Linked DNA regions of Mus musculus: regions 2, 3 and 4 are each linked to region 1. Evidence: chromatin contacts called from public HiChIP or PLAC-seq and promoter capture Hi-C data. All regions are on one chromosome and are shown on one strand. The core of a region is the stretch at or near the end of the contact, and the rest is flanking DNA. Distances in the headings are between cores, read along the strand shown.

Region 1 (2,962 bases), core at 163-2,662:
CCTCTTGGTGGTCTACTGTAGACTAAAGAGGCCTGTGTATTCCAGATCAAGTCTGATATAGCAACAGCTGTCGATTCTCATGGACCAAGCTCTGTGCCGAAGGCTTTGCATATACTGTGCCATGAGATTTCTCTGTGACTCCGACATAAGGAATGAGAGAGAGAGAGAAAAAAAAAAAAGACCCAGAGAATGGAGAAGAAATCTTGTCAAACAGCTTTCACAAAAGGGTTAGGGGACTGGATGTGAATTAAGAATGTCGAAGAGAAAGCCTGGGCTACCTGGTTTGTGATGATCTGATCAGGTCTTAACACGGGGACTCAGCCCACCCCCCCTCCTGTTGTGGTAAAATAATTGTTTAGGCCGGTCAATGGTGGCGCACGCCTTTAACCCCAGTGCTTGGAAGGCAGAGGCAGGTGGATTTCTGAGTTTGAGGCCAGCCTGGTCTACAAAGTGAGTTCCAGGACAGCCAGGGCTACACCGAGAAACCCTGTCTCACAAAAACAAAAACAAAAACAAAAACAAACAAACAAAAATTTGTGTAGAAGAAACCTGGAGGTGTTTGATTCAGGAAGGAAGAGTGCTGGGTCCTGTTGGGGAAAATGACCTGACAAACTCTGGACCCTCACCCACGCTGTGCCTGTCAAGGGCGGGGCAGAGTTTGGGAGAGTGGAAAGGAGCTCTTTACTAGAACAAAGACTCCCGACCTGGACTGTCCTACATTTGACTGCCAATTCTCAGATCAGCGAATCTGTGAATGACCCGAGGCACAATATCCCGCCCCTCCGACTCCCTGGTCTTACCCATCCCACTTCTCCGGATTGATGGGATAAATTAAACAACATAACATATATAATGGTCTAATCTTAGTGTACTGTACGGGCGTACAGTAGGCGCTCAATAGAGGTTAGTTTTTTTCCTGAAGAAAAACATAAAAGGGAGGCGCCACCCTTCCCTGCCCCTCTGCCAATTAAAGCCTGGAGGAACAGGTTCCTGGGTTTCATTTGAAGAGAAAGAGGACATATTGGTTATATTAATTAATATATTAATAAATGATTTAACCTAACTAAGCAACAAAGCGAAAACAAAAGGTTTTGTGGCCAGGGAAATGCACTTGAGGGTCAAGACTCAGGTCCCGACTCTGACTCTCTTTCAATGTTTGGCCCCACCCCCAAGGAAAAGAGGTCCGCTCCTCAGCGCTCTTCGCTGTACTGTTGGTCCTTATGCTGGGTGTTCCAGATGCACCTCCTGCCTCAGTTTCGCCTACTGTTACAAGAGGACGCTGAAGTCAGCAGATGTCGCGGCCCCTTTAAGCCACTAAGCTCCTGTCGTAATCGCTGTTTCTTAGACTAAGCCTTTCCGGGGGTGGGTGGGTGGGAGGAGCCTATATATATTGTAGCAGCCAATCGAGGCGCGGCATTTTCCGCGGGAGATCCGAATTTGGCGGCATATAGTTTGGCGCTAAAAAAAAAAAAAAAGAAAAAAAAAAGAAAAAGAAAGAAAAAAGAAGAAAGAAAAGAAAAAGGAGTCCAAGCAAGGGACGGGAACTAGAGGGGTGAACGCAGAGCTCAGCAGGGCGCACAGGACACCCTTCGCGGGTCAGAGCACACGAGTGTCCGCGGGGTCCGTGGGCATTCCGGGACGCTTTCACGCACGGGCGCGACTCCGGACGCCCAGATATTCGGGGCACGAGCCGGACCGGGCCAACTCCTGGCAGTGCCACCTGTGCCACGCGATCTCCGAGTGGCGATCTCCGAGCTCGGCAGCGCTGGGCGGCGGGCCAGGAGGGGAGGGTCCGGCCTTGCCCGGCGGGCGTCCATTGGCGGCTGCTCCCGGCGTCCGCGGTGCAGCCGGCTGCAAAGCCCGCAGGTGCCCCGCGCGCGCGCGCCAGACCCGAGTGGGTAGGGGGCGCCGCACTCGCCATGCTGCGCGCGCCGCGGACCCTGGCTCCGGCCACGGCGCAACCTACAAAGAGCTTGCCGGCGCTGAACCCCACCGAGCTGTGGCCTTCGGGTCTGAGCAGCCCCCAGCTCTGCCCGGCCACCACCGCCACCACCTACTACACTTCGCTTTACACGCAGACGGTGCCTTCCTCTGTGGCGCTGGGCACCTGCCTCGACGCCACTCCCCACGGACCCGAGGGCCAAATTGTGCGATGTGCACCCGCAGGCCGGCTGCCGGTAATGCTGGGGGACCCCCTGTACTTCCCGTATACGTGTCTGGGTGGGGAAAAAGGAGAGAGGGTGCTTGGGACGCCCTACGGCTTGATTACAGCTGGTTGAGGTGGGGAAGCGGGACTGGCAGTAGAGAGAACCCTTTCATTTTCCGACTCCGTGAAGTAATCTCGCCTGCTGTCGCGGACTGCAATGAGCACTGGTCAGGGGAGCCTGGAGACCTAGCCCAGTGCCCCTAGCGCCTGCGTGACCTTGAGGAAGCTTCCAAGGCATCGACGATGCTTAAGTTCATTCATTCTTTCATTGTTTACGCCAGAACCAACACCTGCTTTTTCAGGCCAGGGGCTTGGCCTGTGGGATTTCCTGGTGACTTTAAATCCGCATAGGTCTCCCAGGTCTCTGGTCCAGCCTGGTATCTGGACCAGAGTTGTCTAGCCAGCTCCTTCTCAAGTGTTGTCCTCAGGTCCTCCCCACAGCCTGCTCATCGTCCGAAATAGCCAGTAGCAATGCAAATGTAGTCCGTCTCTTGGGTTTCCTGTTCAGATGGACTGTGACCTCGCGAGTGAGAGATGTGTTGTCAGGGAAGGCCTGGTGTGGTGGCGTTTGGGCTGTAGTACAGGGTTTGTGGGAATGGATGAGAAAGGGCCTGAGGGAGTTAGAGGGAGGGTTGGGGTGGCTGGTTTCAGCTCTGGTCTTCACTGTGTATATTTGGATGTCAGGGCCTCTGTTTCCTCTTCTTAAAAAAAAAAAGTTTTAAAATTACATTTATGTGGGGGATGGGACCGTTTGTG
Region 2 (2,934 bases), core at 362-2,861, 140 kb after region 1:
TTGTGTTTGCTTATGTGTGTGTGGAGGGAGGTGCAGACGAAGGTCAGAGGAAGAAAGTGAGTGTCCTGCTCTTCCACCCTCCGCCCTGGAGCTAAACTGGCAGCAAGCTACAGCAATTCTCCGGTTGCAGTCTACATCAGCACTGGAGTTTACAGGTGCATGCGGTCACGCCAGGCTTTTTACTCAAGTGGATGGAGATTCACAGTCAGGTTTTTTTTTTGTGGGGGGGCGGGGTTTCGAGACAGGGTTTCTCTGTATAGCCCTGGCTGTCCTGGAACTCACTCTGTAGACCAGGCTGGCCTGGAACTCAGAAATCCGCCTGACTGCCTCCCGAGTGCTGGGATTAAAGGCATGCGCCACCACTGCCGGGCCACAGTCAGGATTTTAAACTTGCATTTGAGCCGTCTCTCCAGCCCCTAGGACAGGCTTTACAATTTACAGTTCTGGAAGCAGGGAAGTCCAACATTGAGAGCACGCGGGGATAAGGGCCGTCTCCCTACGCTGGAAGCGCAAAAGATGCAGAGAAGATCTAGAGTCAGGCATCAAACTCACAGCCTGGAGGCCTATCAGTCGGCTTTAATGCTTTGAGGGTGGAGTCCTAGTGCCCGAAACACCTCCCACTACCGGCCCCACCTCCCAGCACTACTACATTGGCCATCAAGTTCGTATCAAGTGCACTTTTGCACATGTCCGTTCAAAAACGCATGGGTAGACTAACAATAAACTTTGGTTTATAGGATTTGAGAAACATGATCTCCAGATATGTTTGGAAGCAGATCCCTTGACCTTCTTCACTGAGGTAGTGTTGGGACAGGAGTGACAGGTGAGAGGTTTATGAATAACAGGTATTAGTTTCTTGGAAATGAACCCTTTGCCCGCTTGCCTGGCTTTCAGTCGTTGATCCAGTGACCCTACCTACTCTAGTCTCCAAACTCCGAAGGGTCCCTGCTTTCTGTTAGCGTCACTCTTGAGTCAGATCCACGTTATTCTGTGAGGAGAAGAGCCAAGGAGGGAAACAGGCAGTTTCTCCAGTCATTCTAAGGGATGCTTTTCTACAGAGAAATCTCCAGCGACACGAGTCAAGTCACCCTGAAGTTGTGTTTTGACTAGAGCCAAGATGATCTATTGATGGAGCCCAGCGTGTGGCGAATGGGGTGTGCTCGGGACCTAACGCTCAGAACGGCGGGAGGGAGGATTGGAGATAAGGGACTCCGGCGCGGGGTAGCAGCGCCATTGCGGAGCGTGGCCGCCGGGACCCGAGGGGGCGGGGCTCCGGAGGTGGCCACGCGGCGGGAGGCCTAGATTTTTCAACCTCTTAACGGTGGTAGAAGAAGAGGGAGGAGCTTCGGCCACGCAAGGCCCGCTGCCCCGCAGCCTCGCCACTACCAGGGGCTCCCACCAACAGACCCCTTTGTGTGCATGCCCCCGCCCCGGAGGCGCCGCAGCCAGTGGCGCTGAGACCCCTCATTGGCTCAGCCCGACGGCCACACCGATTGGTCCTCGGAGTCCCCGACGTGAGGGCCGCTTTCCCCTCTCTCTTATTGGCCCGTCAAGCTGCCCGTCATACGGTCTCGTGGGCCGATTGGTCGGCCGCACGGAGTCCCTGGAAGCAGTTCCGGGAAACCCCGCGTGCTGCCGGGATCGCGTCTCGGTCCATGCGAGGGGGGGAGGGGGTGGCGCGCGCGCCATTTCTTGTCGTTTTCAAAGCGCCTCGCGCTGCTTCTCACGGGCCAGGCCGCCAGCCCCCAGCTCTGCCCTGGTGAGTCTCGCGCTGGCCCGTGGGGGGGAGGGGCCGGGAGTCCCGGTCTGACCGGACTCGGCCGGGTCCAGGCTCGGCGCCCTGGCCTGCAGTTTGGGTCTTTGCTCCGAGGCCCCAGGGTGGGGGTGGGGATGGGCCGGGGGCGGCTTCTGCTCCGGCCCGCCGCGCAGCCGCGGGCCTGAGTCCCGCCGCGGCGCCTCCTCTCTCTGTCGCTCATCCTTCTCAGCCCCTCCGGTGCCCCGGTCCCTCGGTCCGCTGTCCTCCGTGCGGCCTGCCGGTCTCGCGGTGCTTTTTCCCGCCTCCGCCCGCCGCTGTCCGCGGCCCCGGTCCGGGCGAAGGGTTTCAGGCGTTTCCCCCTGACCCCGGTGCTTGCCCCCGAGGCCTGCGGTCAGGCCTGGCCCGCCTCTCGCCCGGCGGCCTGTGGGATGTGTTGATAACCGGGTCGCGCCCGAGGGGGTGGGGTGAGCCGAGGGCGGGGTGCAAGTCCCAGGGTTACCTGAGCCGGGAGCAAACTTTTACGGGAGTCGGAGCCGAGGGGCCGAGGTATGGGGGGTGCCTCCCGCCCGATCCCCAACCTGCATGCTTCGAGCCGGGATTTGAAGGAAAAAATGACTACTAAGAGGCCGTGACACTTGGTTTCGAGCGGCGCCTGAGCTAGGTAATTCTGAGAATGTCATAGGCGCTCCAGTTTGGAAAAGCGCTTCTTTTTCTTACACGGTAGTAGCCATGTGGCCAGAATTTTAAGACGAAAGCCCAGGGGTTCTTGAAAGGTTCAGTCCTTTCTCGTTACCTGTTTGGGATTTTTCCCCCCCTTGCCCTTTAAAAGCAGAATGTGTCAGGAGTCAGTCGTAGTGATTAAAGGCTTGATACTCCCGAGCTGTGAGATAACCGTTAGCTTTCCTTGGTTCTTTTAAAAGCCCGTCTCTCAACATTTTGCTTAGAGATGTTCGCCACAAGTCAGGGAGAAGCTAGTACTGACTTCCCGAGTCTCCCAGCGGTCCTTATAAATCTTATTTAAATGACTTTATTTTGTAATTTTCTTTTTTTTGCAAAAATGTTTGTGTCAAAGGGTTCCAGTCACGTTAGAATATTTGCTGCATCCAGAAATATGGTTTGGCTGTGTGGCATTGTTGTTGAATCCCCCCTCTTGATCCGAAGGATTTATTTCCTAGAGT
Region 3 (3,229 bases), core at 10-2,509, 150 kb before region 1:
GTTCAGAAAGACAATCTGGGACTTGGAAATAATGACCATTTATTAGATGCCCACAAAGGGTTATTGTAAAAAGAACTTGTAAATATGTCTGACCAAAGGTCCCCAAGGCCTCCAAAGAAAGTAAAACACAAGACAATTGAAACATTTACGTTTTCGCTGACTTATAACAACAGCTTCTGAAGAAGTGTATCTCTGAGCTAAAGGAGGGTAGTTAAAAAGTGGCCCGGAGGTTGAGAGGTAGTGACCCAACTAGGAACAAGAAGAGTGAATGGGGTCCCTGACTGGAAATTCTGATGGTGATTAACACTTATAAAGAGCACTTGGGTCTAGCTGGTATTTCAGGAAGAAACTAGAGAAGGGACAGGTCGAGCAGAGAACTCCTCCAAAGTCCCGAGCTGGTGCTGGCTAGGAACCTAGATTGCATGTGTAAGTCCGCTCGCTGTCTCCCTCCACCACTTCCTCTTCCACTCAGCTCGCTGGACACTTCACCTTTTAGGAACCTCAGGCCCAGGCTAGAATGCTGACAAGCCATGTCACACCCTTTGGTGTTTTCGGCTAGAGACTACAGTGAAAACGATTCTAATTCCCACCATACCCTCTTCGTAGAGCTCAGAGAAGCCTAGACACCCGGGGGACCGCGAGGGGATACAATGTATTTAAAAAGTAACAGTTTCTAAAAAGGAGCAACAAAGTAGTTAAGTGCAATTAAACATGGTTGCTCATCACAGCCTGGTCCCACCTTCCAGTATGTCAGAGCGGAGTTAACACGCTCACGCCCTCATCCAGGACCCGAGCTCCAGGAGCAGAGCTCGAAAAACCCCAAGGCGTTCCCCGTTTTCTCGGCTAAAGGGCAGGGTACAGCACAGGGGTCCTCGAGCCGCAGGACCCCCAAGCAGCGGACGGAGTCGCTCGGCTGCAACGGGGAAACAGCTGGCGCGGCTGCCCGAACCCCGGGGAGAGCCGCAAGGCCCGGCCGCCCCTCCAGTCCTCAGCCCCCAGCCGGGGTGCGCCCGCCGGCCGCGAACTCCCCACTGCCCCGCGCCGCTCCGTGGGGCCTGGCTCCGGGTCGGAGGAGAACCCCACTGCGCCCTGCCCGCGACCGTTACAGGGCCCGCGCCGCGCCCAACGCCCGCCCGCGCCGCCCGCCCGCCCGCCGCTCACCTTCTTGGGGTCCGGGTTCGCAGCCAGGCGCGCCTGGAGCTTCTCCACAACTTGGAGCGCCGACTCCGCCGCCATCGCTGTCACTGGCGCGGCCTCCTCGCCGGAACTGGGCTCGCGTCGCGTCCTCGGGCCGCAACTCCGCCCTCCGTGAGGGCCCGGCGGAGACGGAAGCGCGAATGGTCCCTTCCGGGCCTCCGCTGGGGGTGTGTGTATGTGTGGAAGGCCTCAGGACCCGCCCCCGCGCCAGACCACGCCCACTATATCACGGCGATCTGTCGAATACAGCACAGGTCACGCCCCCGACACGCCCAACCCAGAGCCACGCAACCAGCCACGCCCCCAAGCCTGTATTCTGCAAGCCAAACTCTGGCTTTAACTCTCACGCACCGCCTTTCCAGTCATACGCTCGTTTTCGCCTAAGGGTGGGTGGAGTCAGTGATCAGGGTCCGACGCGGCTCCAGGGACCCTTGGAGTGGAAGGAAAGAACTGACTCAGGTAAATTATCTGACTTCCACCTGCAAGCTGTGACACACCCTCGCAATAAAAGAAATCGTGTAATTTTAAAGTAACTTAACGGTATTGTAATTTTGGGAAAGCAATCCAGGCTGTCTGGTTTCAAGGCAATTTGAAACACTAGAAATAAAAATAATAACACATTATTAACCACCTTGTCTGCAAAATCAGAGAGCAGCCCCTTTTATTAGACTGTTCATGTGACATTCTTTTCTTTTCTTTCTTTCTTTCCTTTCTTTCTTTCTCTCTTTCTTTTTATTTCTTTTCTCAAAAAGGATTTCTATGTGTAGCCTTGGAGGTCCTGGAACTCACTCTGTAGACGAAGCTAGCCTTAAACTCACAGAGATCCACCTGCCTCTACGTCCTAAGGGCCAGGATTAAAGTTGTATGCCACCACCACCTGGCTCCATTTAAAAATAAATTAAATCATAATGAATAAAAAGTCATAATATATTAAAAACCAAACTGAACTACATGAGATTCTGTCAGAAAAGAGCCGCTGGGCGTGGTGGTGCACGCCTTTAATCCCAGCACTCGGGAGGTAGAGGCAGGAGGATTTCTGAGTTCAAGGCCAGCCTGGTCTACAAAGTGAATTCCAGGACAGCCAGGGCTATACAGAGAAACCCTGTCTCGAAAAACCAAAAAAGAAAAAAAGAAAAGAAAAGAGCCAGGCAGTGGTGATGCATGCCTTTAATCCCAGCACTTGGGAGGCAGAGGCAGGTGGATTTCTGAGTTCAAGGCCAGCCTGGTCTACAGAGGGAGTTCCAGGACAACCAGAGTTACACAGAGAAACCCTGTCTCAAAAAACCTGTATATCCCTGGCTGTCCTGGAACTCACTTTGTAGACCAGGCTGGCCTTGAACTCAGAAATCCACCTGCCTCTGCCTCCCAAGTGCTGGGATTAAAGGTGAATGCCAAAAATAAATCTTTTAAATAAGAAAGAATAAATGTTGAGGCATTGTCTCAGTAGGTAGCCTTGGCTACCCTGGAACTAGTTATATAGCCTGAGCTATATAGCCTTGGCCTGCCTCCAATTCACAACAATCCACCTGCCTCCGCCTCCGCCTCCGCCTCCGCCTCCGCCTCCGCCTCCGCCTCCGCCTCGGAGTGCTTGGATTAAACCAATTGACATCCAGGCCAAAAACCATCCCCCTAAAAATAAAACTTTATAAACATAGAGTCCAGAGAGATGGCTCAGTGGCTAAAGAGCTTACCAGATAATTGGCTGATGGCTGAATTTTATCCTTGGGACCATCCTAAAGGTGGGAGGAGAGAATTGGCTATCCTCTGACCTCTGCACACTCATCCTGGCATTCTGGCACATATGAATCTCTCTCTCTCTCTCTCTCTCTCTCTCTCTCTCTCTCTCTCTCACACACACACACACACACACACACACACACATTAAATGGAATATAAGAAAAGAAGGGAAACAAGAAAGGAATGAAGAAAGAAAGGAGACAAGTGCTGTCGTGGTGGTGCACGCCTGTAATCCCAACACTCGGGAGGCAGAGGCAGGCAGATTTCTGAGTTCGAGGCCAGCCTGGTCTACAGA
Region 4 (2,832 bases), core at 97-2,596, 250 kb after region 1:
GATTGAGGTGTGGCTGCCCATAACTCCTGTCTATTCATGCCGTGGATTTATTTGCCTGGGATCTGCGCTAAGACAAAAAGAACCTCTGCATTATTAATGACCATTGATCACAGCCTTCCAAAAAAGAGAGACTGAGAGAGATGGAGGCTCCAAGCCAATCACAAATGACAGACCAGGAGAGCAAGGGGTGGGGGCGGAAGGGGAGGGCCAGGTGGGCAGAGAGTTTGGCGCAAATAGAAGGACACGGAAGGACGCTGCAAGCAAGGCGTGGAATAGCTGCTGAGTTCTCAGTGTGCTGGTGTGCCAGATGTCAAACAGCTGTGTGGGTGCTGGTGGGTGTTTCCGGATCTCCCTATGCACTCCCCCCCAAAGGAGACTCAAAGACACAACTTTTACCAGGGATGAAGAGTCGCGGTCACTTCATGATGCTAATAGGGTCAATTCATCAAGAACACATAACCAGTCTACTGGTGGATGCTGGTGATAACAAGACATGAGAATATACAAACAGTAAGGAGACACAGTGGGTGGGCAAGGACACGGAAGGCCAGGTCCACCGGAGCTGTAAGGAACCTGGTCAAGCAGGAGTCTTTGCCCTCCCTGTCTTTGAACTCAGCTCTCTCTCTCTCTCTCTCTCTCTCTCTCTCTCTCTCTCTCTCTCTCTCTCTCTCTCTCTCTTTCTTTTTCTGGCTCTCTACATCCGCAGCCCCTACTAAACGCTGAATAAGGGAGCTGGCGGTCATATCTGCTGCCCCAACTTTGGGATCACTCTGCTTGCCCAGCAGGAAACTGTACTCATTCCACCTCTGGTGTGTGGCCGGGACGCTTCCTACCTCCGGTCTGTCCTGAGAGGCTGCTTTCCCGGTGAGACTTTCTCCCCTCCCCCGCCCTCCCACCGCCTCCGACCACCCTGTCCACTCCCCACCTCCTTTCTTGCTTTATTTTCCTCCTGAAACATCTGTCATCTCATTAAGTACATCGTATCCGCCCCAGTAGAACGTGAGCCCCAAGGGGCGGGGGTTGCACAATGGTTTTAAGCCCAGTGCATAGCCGGTGCAGATATAAAGCAGATCGATAAATACTTGCTAAATTAAAGGTAGGGGGCGGGAGACTCAGCTTGTGAGGAACCCGCGGATGGAGTCTAGGCACGGTCCACTTTCCCCGGACAGTCCATTCCTTCCTACAGGTGGGCCTCCTCCACCCGCATCCCCTGCGTCCTCCTACCGTGGGGTTGGGGCAGGGGCTCCGGGCGGGCCTCCCCTGCTGTGGGCGGGAGGCCGAGTGGGGAGCGAGCCCAGCGGGGGAGGAGCCGGGGAGCAGAGCACGGAGCAGCGGCGGGCGCGGGCAGGAGCCCGGAGCCCGAGCTGCAGGCGCGGAGGGCGGCGGCGCCCGGAGCTCAGCGGGGGTCGTGGAGGAGGCCGGGCTGCAGCCCTCAGGGGTGCGAGGCGCCCACGGCGTTGTTCCGTACCTCCCGGCAGGGAGCTGGTAAGCGCGGGAGCTTGGGGCGTCGCAGCCTCGCGGGGCTGAGCCTAGCCGGGCGGGTCCTGATGGGTCACCTGGCGTCCCGCCTCTGTGCGCCTCTCGGACGGGACAGGAGCGCACGGAAAGACGGTCCCAAAGGACCATCGGGGCCCGAAGGGAGCATCCCGGATGGTTGTCCAAAGCCCTGGATCGTGGGGTGGGTGGAGGGATTCCCCAGGGGAGGCTGCGGGACCCTGGGAGAGCGTCCTCCGTGTCCCGCGCTCTGGGAAGATCCCACTGGACAAGAGTGCCCCCCCACCTCGGCCCGAGGTGAAACGTCTACCCCCAGGTGGCCCCGGTGACGGCCTAGGGAATCGGGGAGCCCTCTACCGGCCAGGTCAGGGGTGACGCCAGTACGGGAGGGGACTTGAAGGAGCGTCCAGTTTGGAGCTCGGGTTTGGAAAGGGCCCTGACTTGCTTGTGACCTTGGGCAGGTCACTGCTTCTCTCTGAGCCTCAGTGTGCACATCTCTCAAATGGAGAGGACGCTTCCCTTCACTGCGGATTGGTGGGAGTGGGTGAGAGACCGTGGATGCCTTTTTATACGCGGTAAAGTTCTCTGCAAATCCTAGCTTTTCGAGCAACATCAGAACTGCAGAGAGCTCAGGGAGATTGGCTTTATTGCAGATGGGAAGAAGGTGGCAAAAATCTTGCCCAAAGTCTCAGTACTTGTAGAATGTAATACTCAACGCCCCCGGCCCGGCCCCCACCCCCACCCCCACCCCCACCTGCTCCCACTCGCTGGGTTTGGGGACCATCAGAGATTAAGATCCTAATACTCTCAGGCTGGCCACATTAGCAAACTAGCCCTGGCTACTTGCTTAGCTGCTTAGTCCTCTGAGCATTGGCTCCCTCCTATATGAAACGAGAGTGACAACGACCACACTCCAGGTTTGCTTTGCAAAATCAAATGGAATCACTGCCTAGTATTACATCTGACCTCAGACAGGAACTCGGCCTTCCTCGCCAGGCTTTGTAGTAGCAACCTCAGATCTCATCTTGGGAATTGCTTTATGGCAGTGGTCCTCAAACTCTGAGTCTCAACCCCTTTGAGACTCGACCGACCTTTTCACGGGGGTGGGGGTGCGGGTTGCCTAAGAGTTCAGAAAACACAGATACTTACATTATGATTTATAAAAGTAGCAAAATTACAATTATGAAGTAGCAACAAAAAAATAATGATTTTATGGTTGAGGGTCACCACCACATGAAGAACTGTGTTGAAGAGCGGCAGCATCAGGAAGGCTGAGAACACCTTATGGTGTTTTCTAGTGGCATTTGTGTTGCAGGTCTGTGCTTTCCTCTACATGCC

The links. HiChIP or PLAC-seq counts read pairs in DNA pulled down with a chosen protein or histone mark. Capture Hi-C pulls out chosen DNA fragments and counts their contacts.
Region 2: a contact with region 1 is called in an H3K4me3 HiChIP or PLAC-seq map of the SCID.adh cell line, with 33 read pairs. The contact joins the promoter of Hnrnpr here to the promoter of E2f2 in region 1. A contact is called at or near these places in 4 of 39 promoter capture datasets (the 3T3-L1 cell line, the C10 cell line and liver), 1 of 15 datasets of contacts at CTCF or cohesin (large pre-B cells), 8 of 484 Hi-C or Micro-C datasets (CD4 T cells, the N1E-115 cell line, cortical neurons and 4 more), 11 of 115 datasets of contacts at active chromatin or transcription factors (the 230-238 cell line, CD8 T cells, the SCID.adh cell line and 6 more) and 3 of 9 other capture datasets (adipose tissue, liver and pancreatic islet).
Region 3: a promoter capture Hi-C map of adipose tissue shows a contact between it and region 1. The contact joins the promoter of Eloa here to the promoter of E2f2 in region 1. A contact is called at or near these places in 6 of 39 promoter capture datasets (the C10 cell line, cranial neural crest, frontonasal cranial neural crest and 3 more), 1 of 15 datasets of contacts at CTCF or cohesin (large pre-B cells), 4 of 484 Hi-C or Micro-C datasets (B cells, bone marrow-derived macrophages, cranial neural crest and 1 more), 17 of 115 datasets of contacts at active chromatin or transcription factors (the 230-238 cell line, CD8 T cells, the NIH/3T3 cell line and 11 more) and 4 of 9 other capture datasets (adipose tissue, liver, macrophages and 1 more).
Region 4: a FOXA1 HiChIP or PLAC-seq map of pancreatic cancer cells shows a contact between it and region 1. The contact joins the promoter of Htr1d here to the promoter of E2f2 in region 1. A contact is called at or near these places in 1 of 39 promoter capture datasets (stem cell-derived epiblast-like cells) and 1 of 115 datasets of contacts at active chromatin or transcription factors (pancreatic cancer cells).

Annotation. Positions count from the first base shown.
Region 1 is chr4:136,170,862-136,173,823 of GRCm38.p6, forward strand. It overlaps E2f2 (E2F transcription factor 2), which reads left to right and starts at 1,413. Exons shown (of 7, transcript NM_177733.7): 1 at 1,413-2,177. The coding sequence starts at 1,920.
Region 2 is chr4:136,309,331-136,312,264 of GRCm38.p6, forward strand. It overlaps Hnrnpr (heterogeneous nuclear ribonucleoprotein R), which reads left to right and starts at 1,612. Exons shown (of 11, transcript NM_001277121.1): 1 at 1,612-1,759.
Region 3 is chr4:136,020,390-136,023,618 of GRCm38.p6, forward strand. It overlaps Eloa (elongin A), which reads right to left and starts at 1,260. Exons shown (of 11, transcript NM_013736.4): 1 at 1,162-1,260. The coding sequence starts at 1,236.
Region 4 is chr4:136,423,266-136,426,097 of GRCm38.p6, forward strand. It overlaps Htr1d (5-hydroxytryptamine (serotonin) receptor 1D), which reads left to right and starts at 1,347. Exons shown (of 2, transcript NM_001285484.1): 1 at 1,347-1,485.